Regions from separate parts of the Sus scrofa genome. Here regions 1, 2 and 3 are each linked to region 4. Evidence: chromatin contacts called from public Hi-C and HiChIP or PLAC-seq data. All regions are on one chromosome and are shown on one strand. The core of a region is the stretch at or near the end of the contact, and the rest is flanking DNA. Distances in the headings are between cores, read along the strand shown. Region 1 has its middle 41 kb from the start of NF1. Region 2 has its middle 60 kb from the start of NF1. Region 3 has its middle 55 kb from the start of WSB1. Region 4 overlaps NF1 (neurofibromin).

The links. Hi-C and Micro-C count contacts between places; a contact is called where the count stands out from the background. HiChIP or PLAC-seq counts read pairs in DNA pulled down with a chosen protein or histone mark.
Region 1: an H3K27ac HiChIP or PLAC-seq map of alveolar macrophages shows a contact between it and region 4. The contact joins two enhancer-like sites. A contact is called at or near these places in 4 of 47 Hi-C or Micro-C datasets (embryonic fibroblasts, epiblast stem cells, fibroblasts and 1 more) and 1 of 2 datasets of contacts at active chromatin or transcription factors (alveolar macrophages).
Region 2: a Hi-C map of alveolar macrophages shows a contact between it and region 4, with 2.8 times the contacts expected there. The contact joins two enhancer-like sites. A contact is called at or near these places in 1 of 5 promoter capture datasets (liver), 17 of 47 Hi-C or Micro-C datasets (alveolar macrophages, embryonic fibroblasts, epiblast stem cells and 9 more) and 2 of 2 datasets of contacts at active chromatin or transcription factors (alveolar macrophages and skeletal muscle).
Region 3: an H3K27ac HiChIP or PLAC-seq map of alveolar macrophages shows a contact between it and region 4. The contact joins two enhancer-like sites. A contact is called at or near these places in 1 of 47 Hi-C or Micro-C datasets (embryonic fibroblasts) and 1 of 2 datasets of contacts at active chromatin or transcription factors (alveolar macrophages).

Annotation. Positions count from the first base shown.
Region 1 is chr12:43,793,812-43,796,845 of Sscrofa11.1, forward strand. No RefSeq gene overlaps it. Among named protein-coding and RNA genes, the nearest start is that of NF1, 41 kb to the left of the region's middle. Within about 2 kb of position 1,655, at least 16 of the 83 cell types and tissues checked have an H3K27ac peak or open chromatin away from gene starts, as enhancers often do. A contact at or near this core is called in alveolar macrophages, where this site is marked.
Region 2 is chr12:43,812,414-43,815,300 of Sscrofa11.1, forward strand. No RefSeq gene overlaps it. Among named protein-coding and RNA genes, the nearest start is that of NF1, 60 kb to the left of the region's middle. Within about 2 kb of position 1,283, at least 27 of the 83 cell types and tissues checked have an H3K27ac peak or open chromatin away from gene starts, as enhancers often do. A contact at or near this core is called in alveolar macrophages and retroperitoneal adipose tissue, where this site is marked.
Region 3 is chr12:43,828,553-43,831,766 of Sscrofa11.1, forward strand. No RefSeq gene overlaps it. Among named protein-coding and RNA genes, the nearest start is that of WSB1, 55 kb to the right of the region's middle. Within about 2 kb of position 1,474, at least 28 of the 83 cell types and tissues checked have an H3K27ac peak or open chromatin away from gene starts, as enhancers often do. A contact at or near this core is called in alveolar macrophages, where this site is marked.
Region 4 is chr12:43,638,382-43,641,324 of Sscrofa11.1, forward strand. All of the region lies in intron 14 of NF1 (neurofibromin), which reads right to left. Among named protein-coding and RNA genes, the nearest start is that of OMG, 71 kb to the left of the region's middle. Within about 2 kb of position 1,605, at least 6 of the 83 cell types and tissues checked have an H3K27ac peak or open chromatin away from gene starts, as enhancers often do. A contact at or near this core is called in alveolar macrophages and retroperitoneal adipose tissue, where this site is marked.

The DNA of each region.
Region 1 (3,034 bases), core at 405-2,904, 160 kb after region 4:
AATAATGCCGCGGGAGCGGCCCAAGAAATAGTAACAACAACAACAAAAGACAAAAAAAAAAAAAAAAAAAAAAAATCTCATTATACCCACTTATTCTCTGTAAAACTGAGCAAATTGACTTTCTGAAAACTCACTTTCCTCATTCATAAAGCTGGAATAATTATAGTAGCAACTGCTCAGTGGTGTTGTGAGGACTAACAAGAAATAACATATATGTAAAGATTTTAACACAGGGCCTGGCACAGAGCAGATGCTTCATAAAAGCTATAATAGTAATGATTATCTTCCATGGTATTTAGCTCTACCTTTAAGATCAGCCTATACGTCTCCTCTCCTTGAAGACTTTTCTAATTCATCCCAATCCGGGTTAAATGCCTCTTTTATGCGCTCCCATCTCCTCTGTGTTGCCTCTTATCTGCTGAGATTCCTCCCAGAACTGCAACCTTTTGACACCAGGTGTCTTTCCCATTAGATCGCCAGCACCTCAAACAATGGCATATAGTAGTTACTCAATAAATACTAGTTGAATGAATGAATGACTGAGCACTGCTTGTGATGGGGCCAAAGGGGAAGCTTGCTCGTCTTATTTTCCGTTAGAAGCCAGTGGTTGGGGAAAGAGGCAGAGGAACGGAGAAGGAGAACGTGGACTGAACACTTGCCAAAGGCAGGTCAGCCCCTTCCTGTGGTCGTTTTTGGGGTAGAAGAAAAACTGAGTGAAACCTTGTTCCAAGCTGGGCCTAAGAAGATCAACAAGCCAAGCGTTCCACCTAGACAATGGCCCGATTCTCCCTGTCCGGGGAAGGTGGGAAGCGTGGGGAACCAGGCAAACATCCCCTTCCAATTTCCTTCCGGCTGCGCTCTGCTCCTATAAAGCTTCACAGCCCCCCGCCCCCCGGGGCCTTGCCCTCATGGAAGGCATCTCCAAATCCGAGACAGCCTCTTATCCGGTGAGATCTTTGAAGGCTGGCTGGAGCTGCAGTGAGTCTGAATCACCCCTAACCACAATGGCCTTAGAATGACAGAGGGTTTCTGTTTCCAGGGCGTGTTCCCAAGTGAGTTTTTGTGGCCCAGTCCGCTTCCACGTGGCCCCTGCCAACTGGGAGCCAAGATTAGCAGTTTGTGTAGATCAAATTATCGAATTTCAAAATACCCATGAAAGAGTGTAAAAACAAAACAACAGCAGAAGCACAGAGCTGAGGGAGACGTGGTTTAACAGAAGCACGTGTGAAAAGCGACTTCGCACTCCAGACGCCTATAGGCCCAGCGTGAGTCAGCTGGAGATGTGGGTGCCAAGAAAACCTCAGGCAGGCCTGGACCCAGTGGAACTTCCAGAAAAAGAAAGGGCATGGCTGACTCTACCCCATGCTGGTCAGACCACCCTGGAGGAGGTTTGGCTCTGTCTGGATGCCCCATGGTGTGGAGGGAAAGGGTGTGTCCTGAGGGGAATTACTAAGACTGGGGGGTGGGGTGGGACTCAAGACTGTGCCAAAGACGGAGGTGAGCACCCAGGAGGAGAAGGGGCTTAGGTGGAAGGGGGAGGGGAGGGGGGGCTGCTGTCTGCACCTTCTGCGTGGAAGCCCTTCTCCTTACGTCTGCCTGGTGAACTCCTACTCATCCCTTAGGCCTCTGCTCCCACCGCTTTCTCTGAGAAGCTTGCCCTCAGCTGTCTGAGTCAAAGCAGTCATGCCTCCGTGGGCACCCCCTCCTCCTGCATCTGGGAGCCAGGTCCCTCCATGACAGCGCCTCTCACCTGCAGGGACACTGGCTGAGCAGAGTCCCTGCCCTACTTATCTCTGCAACCCTAGTGCCTGGCACAGTGACTGTTCTTCAGCAAAGGTCTGATGAATTAAATCGTTGGCAAGAATGTACATAGCAACAAGGATGGAACTAGAGATTATCACGCTAAGTGAAGTAAGCCAGACAATGACAAATATCATAGGATATTGCTTAGATGTGGAATCTAAAAAAAAAAAAAAAAAAAAAAAAGATACAAATGAATTCATACACAAAACAGAAGTGGCCCCACAGACTTTGAAAACGAATTTATGGTTACCAAAGGGAAAAGGAGAGGAGGGATAAATTAGGAGTTTGGGATTAACAGATACACACTCCTGTCTATAAAATAGCTCACCAACAAGGACCTACTGGGAACTATACTCAATATTTTGTAATAACCTGTAAGGGGAAAGAATCTGAAAATGAATATATATGTACAACGGAATCACTTTGCCGTGCACTCAAAACTAACATAACATTGTAAACCGACTATACTTCAATAAAAATAAATAAATGGAGAAAAAAACGGTTGGCATGAAAATAGTCACTGAACATTTTGACTATGAGGAAGAAAGATTATATTCTATGTGGCTTGAAAAAAACGGAAGTGGAAGGGAGGGTGGAGATTATGAGAAGGTGGATTTCAGCAAAATTAGGAAGTGCTTTATAATAATAATGACGATAGATTTATTGGGCATTTTGTTCATCTATTGCTGCATACGAGTTACTGCAAAACGTGGCAGCCTAAAACAATAAACAGTTATTACCTCATGCAGTTGCTGGGAGGCAGGAGCTTAGGAGAGGCGGGCAAGAGTGGGTCTGGCTTGGGATCTCCCATGAGGTTGGAGTCAAGATCCCAGCCAGGGCTGCAGTCCTCTGAGGACTTAACTGGAGCTGGAGGATCTGCTTCAAGATGGCCCTGCACACAGCTGCTGGCCGGAGGCCTCAGTTCCCCTACTGTGGGCCTCTCCGTGGACTCTCTGAATTTTGACCTCATGATGTAGCAGCTGGCTTCCACCACAGCAAGGGATCTGCGAAAGACAGCAAGGAGGAAGCTGCGAAATGTCGTTTCTGACCTGCCTCGGAAGTCCCGGCCTGTCGTTTCTGTAGTCCTAGCTGTGGGAAAAGACCGCATGTAGGCATGAGAATCCTTGGGTTCATCTTGAAGGCTGGCTACCAGGCTGAGCACTAGCCATGTACCAGGCATTGCGCTAAGACTTTTTTTTTTTTTTTCTTCTTCTTTTTAGGGCCACACCTG
Region 2 (2,887 bases), core at 33-2,532, 170 kb after region 4:
TTTGCTGTACATCGAAAATATTGTCAATTAACTCTATTTCAATAAAAAGCAAAACAAAACAAACAAAAAAAATTTTTTTAAAATTAAGGTACCTAGGAAGTTCCTGGCATGGTTCAGTGGTTACGGACCCAACTAGTATCCATGAGGACGCAGGTTCAATCCCTGGCCTCCCTCAGTGGGTTAAGGATCTGGTGTTGCGGTGAGCTGTGGTGATTTGACCCCTAGCTTGGGAACTTCCTTCCATATGCCATAGGTGTGGCCCTAGAAGGCTAAATAAATAAATAAAGTTAGCTGCATCGTTTTTAAAAGACATAATGCTATTGCACACTTGATACACAGAGTAAACATAACTTACATGCGCTGGGAAAGCCAACAACTCATTTGACTCACTTTATTGCAATGTTTGCTTTATTTCAGTGGCCTGGAATTGAACCCCCAATATCTCTGAGGTCTGCCTGTATGCACACATCCTATTAGTTTTGTTTCTCTGGAAACCCTGACTGATAGATTTGTCATTACTTCTCTAAAGACCCAGAAATCTCTTTATCCTAACTTTGGATTCAGACCTTCTTCTTCTTTTTTTTTTTTTTTTTTTTTCTTTTCTAGGGCTGCATCCGTGGCATATGGAGCTTCCCAGGCTAGCGGTCTAATCAGAGCTGTAGCTGATGGCCTACACCACAGCCACAGCAACTCCGGATCCTTAACCCACTGAGCGAGGGAACCTGCAACCTCATGGATCCTAGTTGGGTTTGTTAACAACTGAACCATGCCAGGAACAACCCAGATCTTCATATTAAAGAAATAATATTCTTTTATTCTTCTTCTTTTTTTTTTTCCTTTTTAGGGCCACACCTGTAGCCTATGGAAGTTCCGAGAGAAATAATGTTCTAAAACAGCCATTGTTCCGAGTGGGTGTAGGATTATTAAACAACTAGTTTCAAGTTGGTGATGAGTTGGGGGACTGCAGAGACAGCTGTCAGGGGTTTTCCCAACTGAACCGAGGATGTAACAGCAGGAAAGAAGCTCACCCTGGGAAAGGTCAGAGTCAGGTTAAACATCAACAAAGATTTTTTTCCTCCCTGCTGCATCCCTTCCTGTTTGGGGCAATTTATCCATGTGGTCAGGATCCGCTCTACACCACCGGGCTCCCTGTGGTTGCCTCACGGTCTGCCCACATCCATTCTCCCTAAATAGTACCCCACATTTCCTTTGGGGCATAGCCCTCCCTGTCTGTGGGTGGGGGATTGTGGTGACGCTCGCACATGGGAATTCAAGGGATCGGCCTCTCCTGGCTCCAGTTCAGCTGCAGCAAGAGTGCGTGACTTCAGCTCAGCCAACCGGTTACTCTCTCCTGGGACTTTGAATCTTGAACAAATGACAGGAGACTAAGAGGGGAAAGCTGGCGCCATCCACGGCAGCTGAGGTGGAAGAGGCATCCGTATTTTGAAGAGGCTCCTCTGGTTATGAGACAATTTCTAGAGTTTCTTCAAACCTTGTCCAAGTTTTGGCCTTTTTTTTTTTTTGGTGGTGGTGGTGGGGTGTTGAATCCGAACCACGTCTGTGACCTATGCCACAGCTGTGGCAATGCCGGATCCTTAACCCACTGCACCACAGTGGGAATTCTTCCAGAGGGCTCTTGATATTCCTGATATTTCCAAATCTGATTCTCAGAGTCCTATAAATTCTGACAGTCCCTATGAAACTTTGCTCGATTTATCCAGAATTGGCTTCTATAATGGACAACCATGACCCCTGACCACTGCAAGTCCTTGGGTTCTGTTCTTGGATCTGCTTCTAACTGAGTGATAAGTCATTTCACTTGCATGAGCCTCACTTTCCTCATATGTAAAATTAGGGACTGAGACTAGATCCATATTCTGCAAATACTTTTCAGCCACAAAGAAAACTTTGTGTAGGGAGTTCTCTTGTGGTGCAGTAGGTTAAGGGTCTAATGTTGTCACTGCAGTGGCTTGGGGTGCTGCAATGCCACAGGTTCAATCCTTGGCCCCAGGAACATCCACATGCTGCAGACATGGCCAAAAATAAACAAATAAACAAATAAATCAAACCACCAAACCACAAAAAAACAAAAACTTTGTGTAAACAAAAACTTCCTGATGGGAGCAAATAGTCATAAAACTGATCAGTGTAGCACTGCTCTGGTTAAAGAATTTCAAAACTCCTGAATCCGTCCCTTAGCTCTTTCTTAAGAGCACCCCATCGTGACTTCTGCTCTAATAACGTAATGGGAAACGCTTACACTTCCCCTCTCTCATTGCAGCAAAAGACGGCCTGGGTCAACTTCATTAACTCAGGGAGGCATCAAACTCTCAGTTTCTCATTGACAAAGATTTGTTTCCTCTTAAAGAAATGTGCTAAGCACATGCTTGTGAAATGTTTAAATACACGCACGCACACGCGTGCATACACACACACACACACAGAGTCAATTTAGCTGCCAAGTTTTAAGAGCACTCTTTTTTTTTTTTTCTTTTTGTCTTTTCTAGGGCCGCACCTTGAGGCATATGGAGGTTCCCAGGCTAGGGATCTAATCGGAGCTGTAGCCGTCAGCCTGCACCACAGCCACAGCAACACCAGATCCGAGCCACGTCTGTGACTTACACCACAGCTCTTGGCAACGCTGGATCCTCAACCCACTGAGCGAGGTCAGGGATTGAACCTGAAACCTCATGGTTCCTAATAGGATTCATTAACCACTGAGCCACGACGGGAACTCCTAAGAACACTCTTTATTGTGGATAAGGCACAACAAAGCCACAAAAAGCAAAAAAAGTATTGGAATGTGGATGTCCTACTGCTTTTTTTTTTTTAATTTTATTTTTATGGCCGTACCTGCAGCACATATGAAATTTCCTGGGCCAGAGAT
Region 3 (3,214 bases), core at 224-2,723, 190 kb after region 4:
TAAGCAGTATAAAATAATTACATTGTGTTCATGATCAAATATTCAAGAGTAGACAGAGAAGATTAAGTCTCTCACTTCCTCCCAGCATCAGTCTTACCTGAAGCCCCTACGCTGTTGCTTTCTTGGTGATCCCACAGAGATGTTCTACATACATACAGGGACCTAAAAGTCAGAGTGAGGGGGGCAAGAGGGGACATGAAATCCACCTAAGACATGGCTTCTGGTCCTGAGAAACAACCTTCTTGAAGGAAGGCCAGCCCCAACCTGTTAGTTGGCAGCAAGAAGCAGTGTGTGGGAACCTGTATGCTGTCCTTGCTCAGGACTACTTGGAGACAGGACTCAAGCCCCAAGCCCAGACTGATTTCATAAACCATCACCATCCCAGATAAAGAGGATTCCTAGACCGAGTCCCTATGCATAGTTGGAATACACACATTTTAACTCTTCTTTTGCAGAGTTCCAGCTCTTGGGCTTTTAAAGCTAGGATAGGGAGTTCCTATCATGGCTCAATGGTAACAAACCCAACGAGCACTTGTGAGGACGCAGGTTGGATGCCTGGCCCCACTCAGTGGGTTAAGGATCTGGTGTTGCTGAGAGCTGTGTTGTAGGTCTCAGACGTGGCTCGGATCCCACATTGCTGTGGCTGTGGCACAGGCCAGAAGCTATAGCTCCAAATCGACCCCCCAGCCTGGGAACTTCTATACACTGCAAGTGCAGCCCTAAAAAGTCAAAAAACAAACAAACAAAAACTAGGGTATATCTGAGTCTGGGGTTGGAAACCAGGACAGGCACAGAGCAAGAAAATTAATCATTCATCAAGCTTTCTTGCTTGAACTGTAATTACAGGTTATTACAGGATAAACCAAAAACACCCTATTGAACAGAGGCACTGTGATGAGACACAGGCTCAGGAACATGTAGAAATGTGGCATCGTTTACTGGTATCTTCTCCTAGACCATCTGAAAAGTGGGGAAATCCATGGAGGTGTAATGACTCGCCTAAGGTTACCAGGTGAGTTTTGACAAAATGAAGGCTAAAGCACACGGTTTTGACTCTGGGTTGAGAGCAATTTCCAAGTACAGCCTCCCCCACATAAGAGAACAATGCGAGTATATTAATATCCATCCTGAGATGCAGTTGTGTCCCTTTTCTCACTTCAAGTAGGAACTGATGAAGAAGTCAGGCTTGGGAGGACAGGTCAGGGACTCAGTTACTGTGTAACTGTCACAGTTCCCAGCTAGAAGCCATAGAAATGGAATAACTGACTTAAGAAGAAAGTGTCTAAAAAGGTTAATGGGCAGCTCACGGAGCCATCAGGACGCTTGAGAACTCAGCTCAAAGCTACACAGACAGGAACACCACCCCAGACGGAAACTTCGTGTGTGCCACAGTTTGCTCCTGCCGCCCCCACTGTGCCAGGAATCCAGATCTGGCCACGCCCTCCACCCCTGAGAGTGGATACCCTCTGGCCCCTGTTTGCCCAGGCCATGCGCAGATCCCTCTGACTGGTGAGCCTTGGACTATACACCCAGGATCTAGATGCAACGGGGAGGGTGGAAAAGAGAAAGGGTAACATTTTCAGTTTCTCTAGTGGGAGGCAGGTGGTTCCTCTTAATAAAACCGTAAGTGGAGAGTCCTCTTAACATAAGAGATGCTGGCTGGCCAAAAAAAGGGGCGGGGGTGCAGAGTGGGGACAGAGAGGGAGAGAAATGTCCCCCAGCTACTGGAACTGGGGCACAAGGAAGACAGGACTGGCCCTGGCGCTGCTAGAGAGAGGAGAGCCCTCAGCAGGGACAGGGCACAGGTGGATCAAACTAAAATTCGACTTCATGGTGCAAAAATGTGATGTGTGAGCCATAAAAACTCCACTATCCCACAGCCCCAGGATAAGAGTTGCCAAATGCAAGTCACATGCTTGGGGAAACTGCAAACACAGGAAAGGAAATTGAGCAATCTCAAGGAGAAATGAAATCGGAATATGTTCCAGGAGGAAGGGAAGGTTCATTTCTCCCAACCTTCATTGAGAGATGGTTTGAGTGGGGAGGGGGAAGAAAAGAGGTGAACGCATGTTATGCTCCTACTCTGAATGCAGGCAGGACTGGACTGTAATGGACATATCATCTACAACACGGAGAAGAGAATTAACCTGGAGGAAGAAAGGGAAATGTATAATCTAGATAAGTTGAGGGGTCAGGGAAAGACTACTTTCCACTTGTCACACCCTCCTGGCTTCTCGCCCTGTCTCACAAGCCTCTCTTGGGAAGAGGAGGTGGGTTGGCAGGCTGGGGAGGGCTGTCTAAGCCTCGCCTCCTGTTTTCCTTCCAGTGGGGTCTCCTGCCAGCTGGCCAGCTGCAAACATAGTTGTAAAGGAGCGAGCCCTGCAGCAAGGCTCAGGGCTTCCAGTACGTCTTCCGACTGGGGTTGGGGGGAATGCCTAATTCTAGGGTGTTTATTAGGAACTTGGTTGTTGCCCAGTTCACCTAAATCTACAGCCTCCATCCTTGTTTCAATCAGCTATGAAGGGGATATTGCAACCAACACCTGCTTTACTCCTTTAAGTCTCAGTAGTTTAGAACTCAGCCCTAGACGAGGGATATGGTTTAACCCGTGCCTCTAAATCCCATCAGTGAATTCTGATAGCATTAGCACAGACATTGTCAAATGTTAAAGGATTCACTTTTTTTTTTGTCTTTTTAGGGCCGCACCCATGGCATATGAAGTTACCAGGCTAGGGGTCGAATTGGAGCTACAGCAGCTGGCCTACACCACAGCCACAGCAACTTGGGATCTGAGCCACATCTGTGTCCTACACCACAGCTCTCAGCAATGCAGGATCCTTAACCCACTGAGTGGGGCCAGGGATCGAACCAGCGTCCTCATGGCTACTAATCAGGTTCATTATTGCTGAACCACAATGGGAACTCCTAAAGAATTCACTTTTTTTTTTCTTTTCCTTCTTTCTTTCTTTCTCTCTTTCTCTCTCTCTCTTTCTTTCTTTCCTTTAGAGCCACACCCACAGCATATGGAGGTTCCCAGGCAAGGGGTCGAACTGGAGCTTTAGCTGCTGGCCTACACCACAGGCACAGCAACACCAGATCTGAGCCCCAGGTGCGACCAACACCATAGCTCACAGCAACACTAGATCTTTAACCCACCGAGCGAGCCCAGAGATCGAACCTGAAACCTCACACTTCCTAGTCAGATTCGTTTCTG
Region 4 (2,943 bases), core at 355-2,854:
AGTATAAGATACAACAAAAAACTATGAAGAACCCAAATCTCTAGGGGATTTTATATTATACCACATACACACAAACAGATATACATATTTAAATACACATGCCCATATATATAGAATGAAATCACTTCATTTCTATCATTCTTATTTTCTTTTCTTTTTTTTTTTTTTTTGGCTGCATTCACAGCATATGGAAGTTTCTGGGCCAAGGTATCAAACTGGCACCACAACAGCAATACAAGCCACTGCAGTGATAATGCTGAATCCTCAACCCAATATGCCATTAGATATCTCTAACTATCATTCTTTATTTTTTTTTCTTTTTATGGCCACACCTGCAGCATATGAAAGTTCTTGGGCTAGGGGTTGAATTGGAACTGCAGCTGCTGCCTACAGTGGAGCTGCTGCTGCTGCCTACATTGGAGCTTGTGGCAAGGCCAGATCCCTAATCCACTGAAGGAGGCCAGGGATTGAACATGCATCCTCCTAGAGACAACATTCAGTCCTTAACCTGTGGAGCCACAACAGTGCTCCTATTCTTATTATTTAATGGCATATAAGCATAAAGTTAAATGACTGATGAATTCAGAATAGTAATATGTAGGTGTAAAAACTGCCTTAAAATGCAAATAATTTCAGTAAGTATCAAAGAACAATATGGAAAATAAAATTAATCTCCAAGTAAAGAGAGCTCTCAAAAACTAACATGCACAATAATATTTTACTTCTAGGCCTTAAGATAAAGTAGAATTTACATTACTTGCTACAAATTCTTTTGGAACAGAAAGGACAAATTGTTTTTCAAAAATGAGAAAGGGGAAAGAAAACAGACTTTCCATTTCATGGCAGATCATTCATCCTAAAATACTTCAATTGACCATAGAATTAAAATTGGATTTGGCTCACAGAACATTAACAGGAATATACAACTAATATACAAAAACACTCTTATTAAACAAATTAAAGCTCTCAAAGGTATAAAGAGTAAAGCTAGACTCTTCCTTCAAATCAGCCTTATCCTAACTCCAAAATTATCATGACATACAGTATTACAATCATATTCATAATATAGTATTGGAAACACTGTTACATTTTTTACAAAAACCACTTACCTGTGATAATAGGCTGATACATAGTTTCTCAGAAAGAAAAAGTAACAGAGAGACAGAGAAAGGGAAGGGAAGGAGGGAGGGAGGGGGAGGGAGAGGCATACTCATACAGTTTTTATCATACGGTTATTACATTTTTACACACACACACAAGTAAGTTCTATTAACTCTACGGCATGATGATTTACTATTCATTAAGTGGAAGTAAATCATCGTAAAGGTCTCAGTCCTCACTGTCTTCACACTGAGTGGGCTGAGGAGGAGAAGAGCGGTTGGTCTTGCTGTCTCTTACTGTCTCAGGGGCGGCAGAGGTGGAGGAGGTGGAAGGGAGGCAGGAGAGGTAGGCAAACTTTAACTCTACAGAAAAACATTTTAATTTGTGTCAAACTTGTTTGCCTTTTCATTTCTCTAAAAATGTTTCTACATGATTAACAACCCTTCCACTGTCTACTTTAGTTTCAGTTCCCATATCATAGAAGGGTCCAGATGATAAAAGAAGTCAAAAGCAGTCTTGAATAATTAGAACCCTTCTGCCAGACTGTCACATGTCGGTCTGTTTTCTGGCACTGCTTCTACATGTTCTTCCTCATCATCTGGCACTGGTTTGGAAGTACTCATACGTACCAACATCTTCTGTTAACTCCTCTGGTGTGGTATCTATTAGCTCTTGAATTTCTCCAAAATCCGTATCTTGAACATCTCCACCCTCCACTTTCTTGCTATACCTACAATCTCTTTTATGATTTCCTTAAATGGCTCTTTAATACCATAAAGTTATGTACATCCAGGCATAATTTTATCCAGCTAGAATTTATTGTTTAGAGCTTGATGGCTTTCATAGCTTTCTCTGTAACAATGATGGTATCTTTAAATGTGTCATCTTTCCAGACTTACCAGTTCTCTCTATTGGGGTTTTCCTCCACACCGCTGACAATCCTTTCCATAGAGTATTGTATATAATAAGCCTTAAAGGTCCTTATGAACCTCTGATCTATTAGGCTGAATGAGAAATGTGATTGGGGAAAGCAGACCACTTTGACATTTTCAGTGTTGGACTCGTGGGGTAATGGGTGGCCAGGGCATGGTCCAGTATCAAAAGAACTCTGAAGGCAGTCTCTTACTGGCAAAGTACTCCCTCAATTCAGGGACTTGGCATTAATGAAACTAATCCAGAAAAAGGGTTCTCACTGCCCTGGCTTTCTTGTCGTACAACCAAAAGGCTAGCAACTGGTATTCACCTTTTACTTTCAAGCTTGAAAGTTAGAAGCTTTATAGACAAGGGCAGTTCTGCATTTGCACAAAACAGCAGAGTTAAACCTGTTCCTTCCTACCTTAATCTTGGGGTTTGCTTCTCTTCCCTTCTAACAAATGTTCTTTTTTTTTTTTTTTTTTTTTTTTTTTTTTTTAGAATAGAGTACTGTTCAGGCTGTTTATCCTTTCTCCTTCAATGATTTTCTCAACGGTGTCTGGGAACTCACTTGCTGCCTCTTGGTCAGCAAAAGCTGCTTATCCTGTCACCTTGATGTTTTTAAAGCCAAACCTTAATAAAATTATCAAAACATCCTTTGCTGGAATTAAGTTCCCCAGCTTGAGATGCTTTATTTTCCTTCAACTTCAAGTTGTCATATAAAGACTTCACTTATTCTCAAATCATACTGAAGTCTACAGGTATATCTTTCTTATAACAATTCTGTACTCACAAAAAAGCTGGATTTTCAATATGAGATAAAAAGGCATTTTGCAAAAAGTGCAAGGTGTTCATGCCTACTGGAGTAGCTGCAGCAACAGCTTGATGAATTTACTTTTCTTTTTCCCCACAGTCCTTACATTGGACTCA